Regions from separate parts of the Zea mays genome. Here region 2 is linked to region 1. The links are chromatin contacts, called in public Hi-C maps. All regions are on one chromosome and are shown on one strand. Each heading gives the region's core, a stretch centred on a gene start, on an enhancer-like site or on the middle of the called end of the contact. The rest is flanking DNA. Distances are from core to core; before and after follow the strand shown. Region 1 holds the start of LOC103644177 (pyruvate kinase isozyme A, chloroplastic). Region 2 holds the start of LOC100272397 (Guanylate-binding family protein).

Region 1 (4,673 bases), core at 552-3,051:
AGAGAGAAGATCAGTATTGATGGATAACCTTCAGCAAAGCCATCATAGTTCACATGAATGATTCGATCTGGGAGCGACGTGTCAGAAGATCTAACGCTAAATGTCCAAACTTCTCCATCCTGCAAAATTCAAGAGAAGAGTAAATTCTGATAAGTGATGAATGACAAGACTCAGTTCTAAAACTTCAGTACATTGCAAATTAGATGCGCTGTTCACCTAAATGGCCATTTAACCCGTTTAAACGGATGTTTTGCCTGTCTACATTTCCTTTTACCCTGAATAATGGCTAAACGTTGGTCACCAATGGTTTAGCATTTACACTTAGGCATTCCCTCCTTTTGAAGTACTCACACAGTCTGATACAAACTCAAAGGTTTTTTGTCAAATCATGGCATCATAGCACACTTGCATTTTCTCTTGTAAGACTTTAGTGGTTACTTTTTTTTATCATAGTTCCAAATCAGAAATACTCTTATGCTGATACAATTTACAATACGGTTCATGTGTTCAGTAGCTCAATTCAACCCTCTCATGTCAGATTACACACTATCTCAACCTATAGTCCAAGACATGAATTAAAAGAAAAACAGGGTTAATGAACAAGATTACTCCTGTTATAGTTAACTCCAGTGCTTTTGGAATAATATATACAGCCTTAACAAATTCAGCCTATGCAGCTGAGTTTTTTTTTTCATTCACATGTTCAAATGAAACTCAGGAGTGCCATCGGACAATTTCTCAGATTTTACATGCTAAACTTCATCCTGAATAATATCCACCTTCGTGAGGTAGTCCACGCGAGATCTCGCCAGATGCGGACGAACGACGAATCAGTGTGTCAGCCGCACATCATTCAGTGTTTAAGCATGGAATGAATCTAGGATGGCGAAGGAACGAGATGAAGCTGAGGCAGCAGGGTCGCGCGCTGACCTCGGCCTTCGCGGAGGGCGCTCCGCCAAGGTCGCCCATGTGGATCTCGCTGCCCTCGGTGTCCATCATCACGGCGACCGCGAACCCTTTCTCGTCGTTGAGCCTCCGGACAGCGCGGATGACTTCGCGGTGCCACTCGCGGTCGCCGTGGCACATGTTGACCCGCGCGACGTTCATGCCGCCGACGGCGAGCGCCTCGAGCTCGGCGGCGCCGCAGGTGGCGGGGCCCACGGTGCAGACGAGCTTGGTGCGGCGCGTGCTCCGGAACCCGTTCTCCCGCAGCTCCGCCTCGGTGGCGGCGTCCACGACGATGGAGGCCGCGGCCGCGGCCACGGAGGAGGCCGCCGCCCACGGCACGTAGACGCCGTTCGGGGCGGGGGGCGGTTCGGGGAAGGAGGTGAGGTCGGAGGACGAGGCGGCCAGGCGGCGGCGTTGGGGGCGGAGGTGGCAAGGGACAGGGAGGCGGTGGGAGGAGGGGGTAGAGGATTTAGGAGGCGTCGGACCAGGGAGGTGGAGGGAGCGGGCAGCGGTGGCCATGGCTGTCGCTGCGGCGGCGAGGCTAGTCAAAGGAGGCGACGGTGTGCCGGCCGGCGTGGCTCTGGTTTTGGGAGTGTGCTGTGGAGGAATCGAGGTGGAGCAGGAGTGCAGGACGCTTGGATTGTCAGATTCTCGGATCTACTCATACTGCCATGCCGTGGTAGTTGGTACGCATGGACGAAAAGCCAACAAAAGCATCACCAGTTCACAACTTCACGCCGTTGGCCTGTTGCTGCCCCTACGGTCCTGCCTGTTTCTGCTGTTCATCGTCATCACTCATCACTCATCAAAATAGTCCAAGGTGGCAAAAAAAAAAAGATTTTAAAACCATTTCCAGCATTGCACTGAAGAAAATACCAGGTCCTTGAAAGAAACGGAAAATGTCACTACGTTCACCGTCTAAACACACGTGTTAAGCTCGATAGACTCGGCAGACATGCCTTTGGACTGACGAGAGAGGAACCTTTGCTGTTGTCTTAGAATCCTTTAATTTGAGTGAACATATTTCACACTAAAAAAACTTAGTACATGTTTGTTTTATTCTTTGGTAGGCTGGCTCCAACAAGACCCTCTAAAAAGTCCTGTACCCTAAATTTAGAGTACGAGGATGTTCTCTACTCCCTCCAGCAACGTCCTCTAAACGGTCCTCTAAATTTAGAGAACGCTGCTGGATCCTCTATATGTAGAGTTTCTTTGAACGGTTCTCTATCTATTTGAATACTTTAAACAACCGGTTTAATAAAACTAAAATATGTACAATATATTTGAGAGTATGACAAATACGTATGTACAAAAATTAAAAAATTAAAAATGTCTTTAATATAGGTATTTACATATAGAGGACGTGATTTAGAGTACGTTGTTGGAGAGAAAGTAAATATAGGAGATGGAATCTTTTAGAGAAGATTGTAAAGGACGGATATAGAGGATGTATATAGAGGACGTTGCTAGAGACAATCTTAGAGCATCTAATCTTTCTAAATCATCATCTATAGTCATTAATATGAAAAAATTGTTTTCTATATATTTTTGACTCTCCAATAATTTTCTAACTTTAATTAACGAAAATCTTGAAATAAGAGATGGTTATATTTGAATCTCTACTCCTATTAAGAACGTAAGGAGGGCGTCGACAGCCCCTCGTGCCCCCGCCCCGCCTGCCCATGTCTCGCGATGCCTCCTTTCTTCTGCCCCGCCTTCCCCATCACGCAGCACACCCCCACGTCGCGTGTTCCCCGCTCGCCCCACACGCGCTCCCCATCCCATAGCTCCCGCCCCGGTCATGCGTTCCCTGCGACCCCTGCCTCCAAAATGACCCCTGCCTCCGTGACCTCGCCATCCCCGCGTGCGTCTTAACCGCCGCACACCGCACACGCCAGCCATCAGGGCTACACCATGACCCCGCCCCTCTCCCACACCGCCCGCTAGCCCCCATCGTCGATGGAAGGGCGCAATCTCTGCAATCCGCAGGCCCCTGCCCCCGCAAATGCCGCCATGGATGGCGGGTGCAGCGGATTTCGCCTCTATCCCGCTTGGCCCCCTCCGCGCACAACCAGTCGCATGCTCGCGCGTGGCGGATCCGCTTCCCCCTCCGCCAACGAGCATGCGCTAGCACTCGATCCTCGCTCCCTCAGCCATGCCCTCTCTCAGCCCACTCCGCGCACGCGCAAACCATCGTTCCCCGCCCGCTCCACCGATCCTCATCCGCCCTAAGATCCTCCCTGCAAATTAGATCCCCACGCCCGCAGTGCCTCGCCTCGGCTGCTCTACCTCTATCCCGCGACCCGCGAGATCGGAATCACGGCGCCTCGCCGCCCTCCTCCAAAATGGCGTCGTCTCCGCTCGGGGTCACCTTTCCTCCCTCTCACTTCCTCTTCTTCATTCAGGTGTGTTAGTTAAGCAGAGGAGGTGGCTTGGCTTGTTGCTCATGTTTCTGCGTGGATGTGTCCAGGGGTTCACCAAGTCGCTGGCCATGACGGTGCTCTCCAAGATCGGGGACAAGACCTTCTTCGCCACCGCGGTACGCCTCCTGCCTCCATCCCCCTCACGTCACGCCGCCTGCTCTTCCTTCTGTCCTTTTGCTTGCCTTCCCTGCCTCTTCTTGTGTGCGTCGTTGTCCCATGTGACTGCGTAGACGGGCTGGGTGCATTCCGGCCAGGTGTTCGGCGGTATGCCTCCATGGCGTGCCTCTTTGCTCGGCTGTTGGGTGCGACCGTGGGAGGTAAATTTGTTAGGAGGACAATTGGCACTGGCTCGATCCCATCACAGCATCGTGCAGTAGCTGCAGAAGTGCAGATTCGCCAGTGGAGCGAACGGGTGAAGCGCCTTGGAGTCGAATTCATGGTTCGATTCACTTCAGTTTCTACTGCTGCTGAGCTGAGATGACTTCTTTTTATTAATTTTTTAAGTAGTGACAAGTTGTTTGTTGTAGATTGGAGCTCGGATTTGTTTAGGCTCCTCCACCGGGAGAACTAATTGTGCTCTCGATTTGATGCGGCCAGAATTTTTTACTCCATTTAACTCGGTGCAGATTGTGTCTGCAATTTGCTGGAGCTGTTGCACTTGCCGAATTCGCGATCCTACCATATCGGTAGTGTCCTCTGTTTCTGGAGGACTGTCACCAGTTCTGATATGATGCTTGCCCTCTTCCACAAGAATTGATTCAACAGAGTACACTTGAAATAACGTAGCTTGAGGATTGCGTCTTCAGAGGATGAGGGATTTGTCAGGATCTGGAACTAGCAAGACAAACAAACCCACTTTCTTTTCAATATTTTCCAGTGTCTGCCTTTATACGCTTCTTTTTTATGGCCTTTGCTTCGAGCACTAGATTTACTCATGCTCTGTAAAAATTAAGGAGAATTTGCACAGATCAAGGAGACCAGTTAGATGATGACTATGATGTTAGTACTGGTAATCTTTGTGGAGATCAACTGAGGAAATCTGGCATGTTGAAGAGAAGAAAGCTTTCTGGCATCCAAAAGTTTGAAGATGTATTTTTCTTCTCTTGAATCATCATTTTTTACAAGGTAATAGTAGACTTGGTTGCTGCACTGTTATTTTGGAGAGGTTAGATTTTTCATTCATCAAGCTACGAATTTTGAGAGGCTTTCAAACGTCAATTCATCTTCAGCAACATTTCTCTGTCTCGGATAGTGATGATCCATCTAAACAATTTTTCTTTTTCGTAAAAGGAAACACTTGAG
Region 2 (4,673 bases), core at 1,223-3,722, 180 kb before region 1:
AGAAACGAAGTTCTGGAACATCAGGAAACAACCCAACCTTTAGTTTTAGTATCTCGCATATGACCAACTCCAAAACCTGCATTGCCAACATTCTCAAATAGATCTAGTATGCAAACTAGCAAATCCTTTTTTTTATAATATCAGAAACAACATCTAATTACCTTTATCACAAGATAAGGAGAGAAGCTGGTTGAGGAGAAAAGATTTTCCAGATCGATATGGACCAATGACCTGGGTTAACAGCAGGTGGTCATTGAGGTGTCAAATCATGGTTGGTCATGTTCAGTAATGTAAAATACTAGAATGACAAACAAAATACAAATCTTTGGAACTACCAAGTTCAAACTTACACCAACAACAGCAATAGGAGTTTCAATCCTTCGAATTGCTTCTAGACCTTGTTCTGAGAGACGAAGTTTTGTGTGCCCGTGGTCTGGCTCCACTATTGGAAACCTGTAGGTGCATACAGTCAATAGTTGATGGTAGACTCACAATTATCTTCCATCATATGCCCCATTAAATGCTACCTTGAGAAGCATGAATAACAAACATGGATATCAGATATTTCAAATCAAAAGTTCATAAAAATAGTAAGAGACAACTGCGTCTTTTTTTCTAGAAGCCAGATTTCATGACAGGACAGAAGCAAGCAGTCTCACTCGATGGCTGAATACCACATATATCAGTGTGCAGTGAGGTCTTATATATTCAGTGCCAGTATTCATTCAATAGAGGAAGGCACTCCCTCCATAACAAAATATGAGACGCTTTGGCTTTTCTAAATACATTGCTTTTAATATATATCTAGACATAGTGTATATCTAAGTTGTGCATAGTAAAAGGTAGGAATCTAGAAAGGTCAAAACATCTTATAATTTGGAATGGAGAGAGTACTGAGTTATTAACATTTAGAAATCTTGAGGAAGAAACAAAAAAATAACCAGCTTCTGTAAAATGTGTGTGCGCGGGAGAGGGGGGCACAAGCTTAGACAAACTTCACACAAAATTTGCAAAAGTCAAAAAAAAGAAGGAAAAGGAATTCTACCAGCAACTTTTACTAGATCCTACAAAGCAAGCAGCAAGCATATACTTTGGATAGCATACTCATTATTCATATATGACAAATGGGCGTTCATTTAACTAAAGTCTTGGAACTTAGCAATGTTTGAAGCTATTCAAATTACTAGTTTCCGTAAAAGCACCCAAAAATATTCAAACAGCAACATCCCCCAAAGAATAGAACACCCAATCTGCATATGCCAGTCAAACTAATCCAAATTTCAACACTGCTTGAAAGCAGAAACAATTGTGCCACGGCATAAGTAATTCACTGACAAAATGCCATAAAGGAAAATCATATGGCACCTCGTTAACTAAAGAACTAAAGTATCATGTTACAATGTTTCAAAAACCATGTATGTAGTACATCTAAATTTAAGTGTAGCCAGATTGAAATTCATCTTTGATGCTGAGATTTAAAAAACACAAGTGTCAACACTTGATGAACAGTGCAAGGTTGGTTACTTGTCCATTTTGTTTCCTGACATCTCAGATGAATTTCAAACTGAATTGTTGCGGCTATATTTAACTGTACATGGTTTTTGTGGTGATTTTTGAAACATTGCAACATGGTATTTTAGCCAAGGAGGGCACCAACCCCCTTGGGCACCAAATCTGCACTCGTGCCATAAAACATACTTCCTCTTGGCCTTCTCCATATGCAAGCTATCAAGTACCAACCACCTGTCATTCCTCGACATCCCACCAAACTTGTCTACTGCCTTCACACACGCGTGGCATGAGAAACTCATGACACACGATACAATCATACAAGAGACGGCGGAACTGAGATGATAAATTAAACCAGAATTGTCCGAAACTGCAACAGAAGTACGGGTAAGCGGTGAAGCAGAGCGCTTTAGCTCCTTTACGCCACAACACCTCATCATCGCGTGGCATGCACGGCCGGGACGGCGCATGCTTCCACCAGTCAACGCACGGGCAATGCGCGCTACAGACGCAACGAGACATTCGCGCCATCCAACGCGAAATTCGGTTCGACGTCCCCCGCCAAAAGCAACGAGGCAGCGGGAATGGCGCCACAGCACCGACCAGCCATACGGATACGCGGAGCAGAGCCGAGGTACACTTACGCGCGCTCGAGCTCGTCGGGATCAGGATCCCCCGCGGCGGCTCCGGCGGCAGCCGCGACCGCGAGCAGGACCAGCGCCGCCGCGCGGATCCCCGAGGCCCACCGCCCGCGCCCCATCCCCTGCACCGCCCACGAACAACCAGGTCTCCTCGGCCCAGATCTCTGCTTCGGGAGCGGAGGAGACGCCGTAAGCGCCCCCAATGCGGCGAGCGGCAATGGCCGGCGCGGGCGCCGCCGACTGGGCACCGGGCGGCGCGGCGCGGCGCGGGATCTGGGGCTAGGGTTTTGGCGCGCAGGCGGATTCCGGAGTTGCTTCGGCGCGAGGGAATGAACGGGAAGAGCTGGAGCCGCGGGGCGACGAGGTCGGAACTCGGAAGGGGAGAGGAAAAAAATTCGGGGGAGCACGGGGCAGCGAGGGTGATGCGTGCGTGCCGCGAGAAGCCCGCTTCCGTATTTTAAGCGGGCAATTGTTTAGCGCTTTATTATAGCGTCTACTACTATTAATAACGTTGCTAATGGCGTCGACTTAATGGCTCCGTGGGCCCGCATGGCAGTGGGATTTGACGGGGACTGGCTGACTGGGCATTGTGTGGGAGCCACGACCTGGAAACGTGTGTATGCGTTATTCCTGGGGATGGAAGAGCGGACACGTTAGCAGGGCCCACGTGGCGGTGATTGAAAGACCAATAGAAACAGAGCATCTGGTGCTGTTATAGTTGCTGGCGATGCTTCCAGACTTCGAGCGTCTCCGTCGTGGCTGGAAAAAAGCTCCAACTCACGTGCTGGTTCGGGCTCGGAGCACCTTGGCTCGGATCGATTTGACATTCAAAAAGCTTGAGTCGACCATATTTTTGTGGCTTGTGAACAGAGCAAGCAAGCTCAGTTCAGCTCGCTGCAGCTGGTTTGTGGTTCAAACTAATAATAATTTATTACAAAAAAAATCTAATTAACATATAATTTCTACTACTCTATAAGAGTCTAAAGTAGACGTCCAGCGATTCCCTCGAAACCATTAATATGATTTTGCATTAAGTATTTCTCACTGATTTGATAAATTTAGGAAGGCTATATTTACTTGACCCGCTACCTTTCTTTTACATAGTGAATTACTGCAGATTTACAAATTGTAAGTAAACACGCATGTTGTTCGTTCCTCAGTAATTCACATGCCTGATGATATCTTATTTGTAAGTAGACAAATCTAATGTGTCACTAACATATCTACTCCCTTGCACTCCCAAGGAAAAATATGTTCATTGTAGTTTTAATGCATAATTTTGCAGACATGCAGTATGCAGCCAAGGATTAAATGGTTAGTAACATATATGTGCTCTTTTACCATCTTGGCAAAGTAGCTAACATTTTCTACCTGCTCCTGTATGTCATCCATGGCATCTTGTTTTGCAGTACCCAGGCCACCCAACAATTTGAGTAGTACCGTCAATTGGGTTATGGTTTTGTCGGCGTTTCGACCCCGGGGGGTCCTTGGACCGACGAGTAAATTTGTCGCTGCGCGTCCCAGCCCAGATGGGTTGGCGCGAGACGGAACACAAGGGGGAAAACGCGGCTCGTGTTGCCCCGCGCCACGGGGGTGTGCTTGCAGTAGGGGTTACAAGCGTTCGCGAGAGAGAGAGAGAGAGAGTGAGCATGTTCGTTAGCTCCTTCTCCCGCGCGACCCTCTTGCATGAAGGCCCTGGATCTTCCTTTTATAGATGCAAAGAGAGGGTCCAGGTGTACAATGGGGGTGTAGCTATGCGCTAACGTGTTCGGCAGAGAGGTGCCTGAGCCCTGTGTACATGCTAACGTGGCTGTCGGAGAGGTGCTAGAGCCCTGTGTACGCGGTATCGTGGCCATCGGAGGAGCGCTTGAGCCCTGTAGAAGCACAACTGTCGGGGCTGCTGGGACCTTGCTGACGTCTCCTTGCTTCCGTAGGGGGCTGAGAACCACCGTCGTCATGGACGCACGCGGGGAGCCATCATTACTTGTTACCGGGGCGAGCCTAGATGGGACGCCGGTCTTGTTCCCCCGTAGCCTGAGCTAGCTAGGGGTAGGGTAATGATGTATCCCCCGTGGCGCGGTCGGTCCGAGCCTAAGGTCGGGCGAGGCGGAGACTCCTCCTAAGGCCGAGGCCGGGGTCGGGCGAGGACGCGATTCCTCTCGAGGCCGAGCCGTGGGGTCGGGCGAGGTGGAGACCACCCTCCAAGGCCGAGGTTGAGGCCGAGTCCTAGGGTCGGGCGAGGCGGAGACCACCCTCCGAGGCCAAGGTTGAGGCCGAGCCCTGGGGGTCGGGCAAGGCGGAGATTCCTGTTGCGCCTGAGGCTGAACTTGACTGTTGTCAGCTTCACCCTGGCGGGTGGCACAGCAGTCGGAGCGGGGCGGGCGGCGCTGTTTTCCTGTCAGGTCGGTCAGTGGAAGGGCGAAGTGACTGCGGTCACTTTGACCTTGCCGACTGAGGCACGTGTGTCAGGATAAGGTGTAAGGCGATCCTCGTATTGAATGCGCCTGCGATACGGTCGGTTGG

The links. Hi-C and Micro-C count contacts between places; a contact is called where the count stands out from the background.
Region 2: a contact with region 1 is called in a Hi-C map of bundle sheath, with 2.8 times the contacts expected there. The contact joins the promoter of LOC100272397 here to the promoter of LOC103644177 in region 1. A contact is called at or near these places in 7 of 25 Hi-C or Micro-C datasets (bundle sheath, ear, leaf and 2 more).

What each region holds. Positions count from the first base shown.
Region 1 is chr1:294,714,504-294,719,176 of Zm-B73-REFERENCE-NAM-5.0, reverse strand. It overlaps LOC103644177 (pyruvate kinase isozyme A, chloroplastic), which reads right to left and starts at 1,801. Exons shown (of 6, transcript XM_008667370.3): 1 at 931-1,801; 2 at 29-119. The coding sequence starts at 1,467.
Region 2 is chr1:294,899,358-294,904,030 of Zm-B73-REFERENCE-NAM-5.0, reverse strand. LOC100272397 (Guanylate-binding family protein) reads right to left here and starts at 2,472. Exons shown (of 17, transcript NM_001359613.1): 1 at 2,154-2,472; 2 at 351-453; 3 at 162-231; 4 at 38-76. The coding sequence starts at 2,269.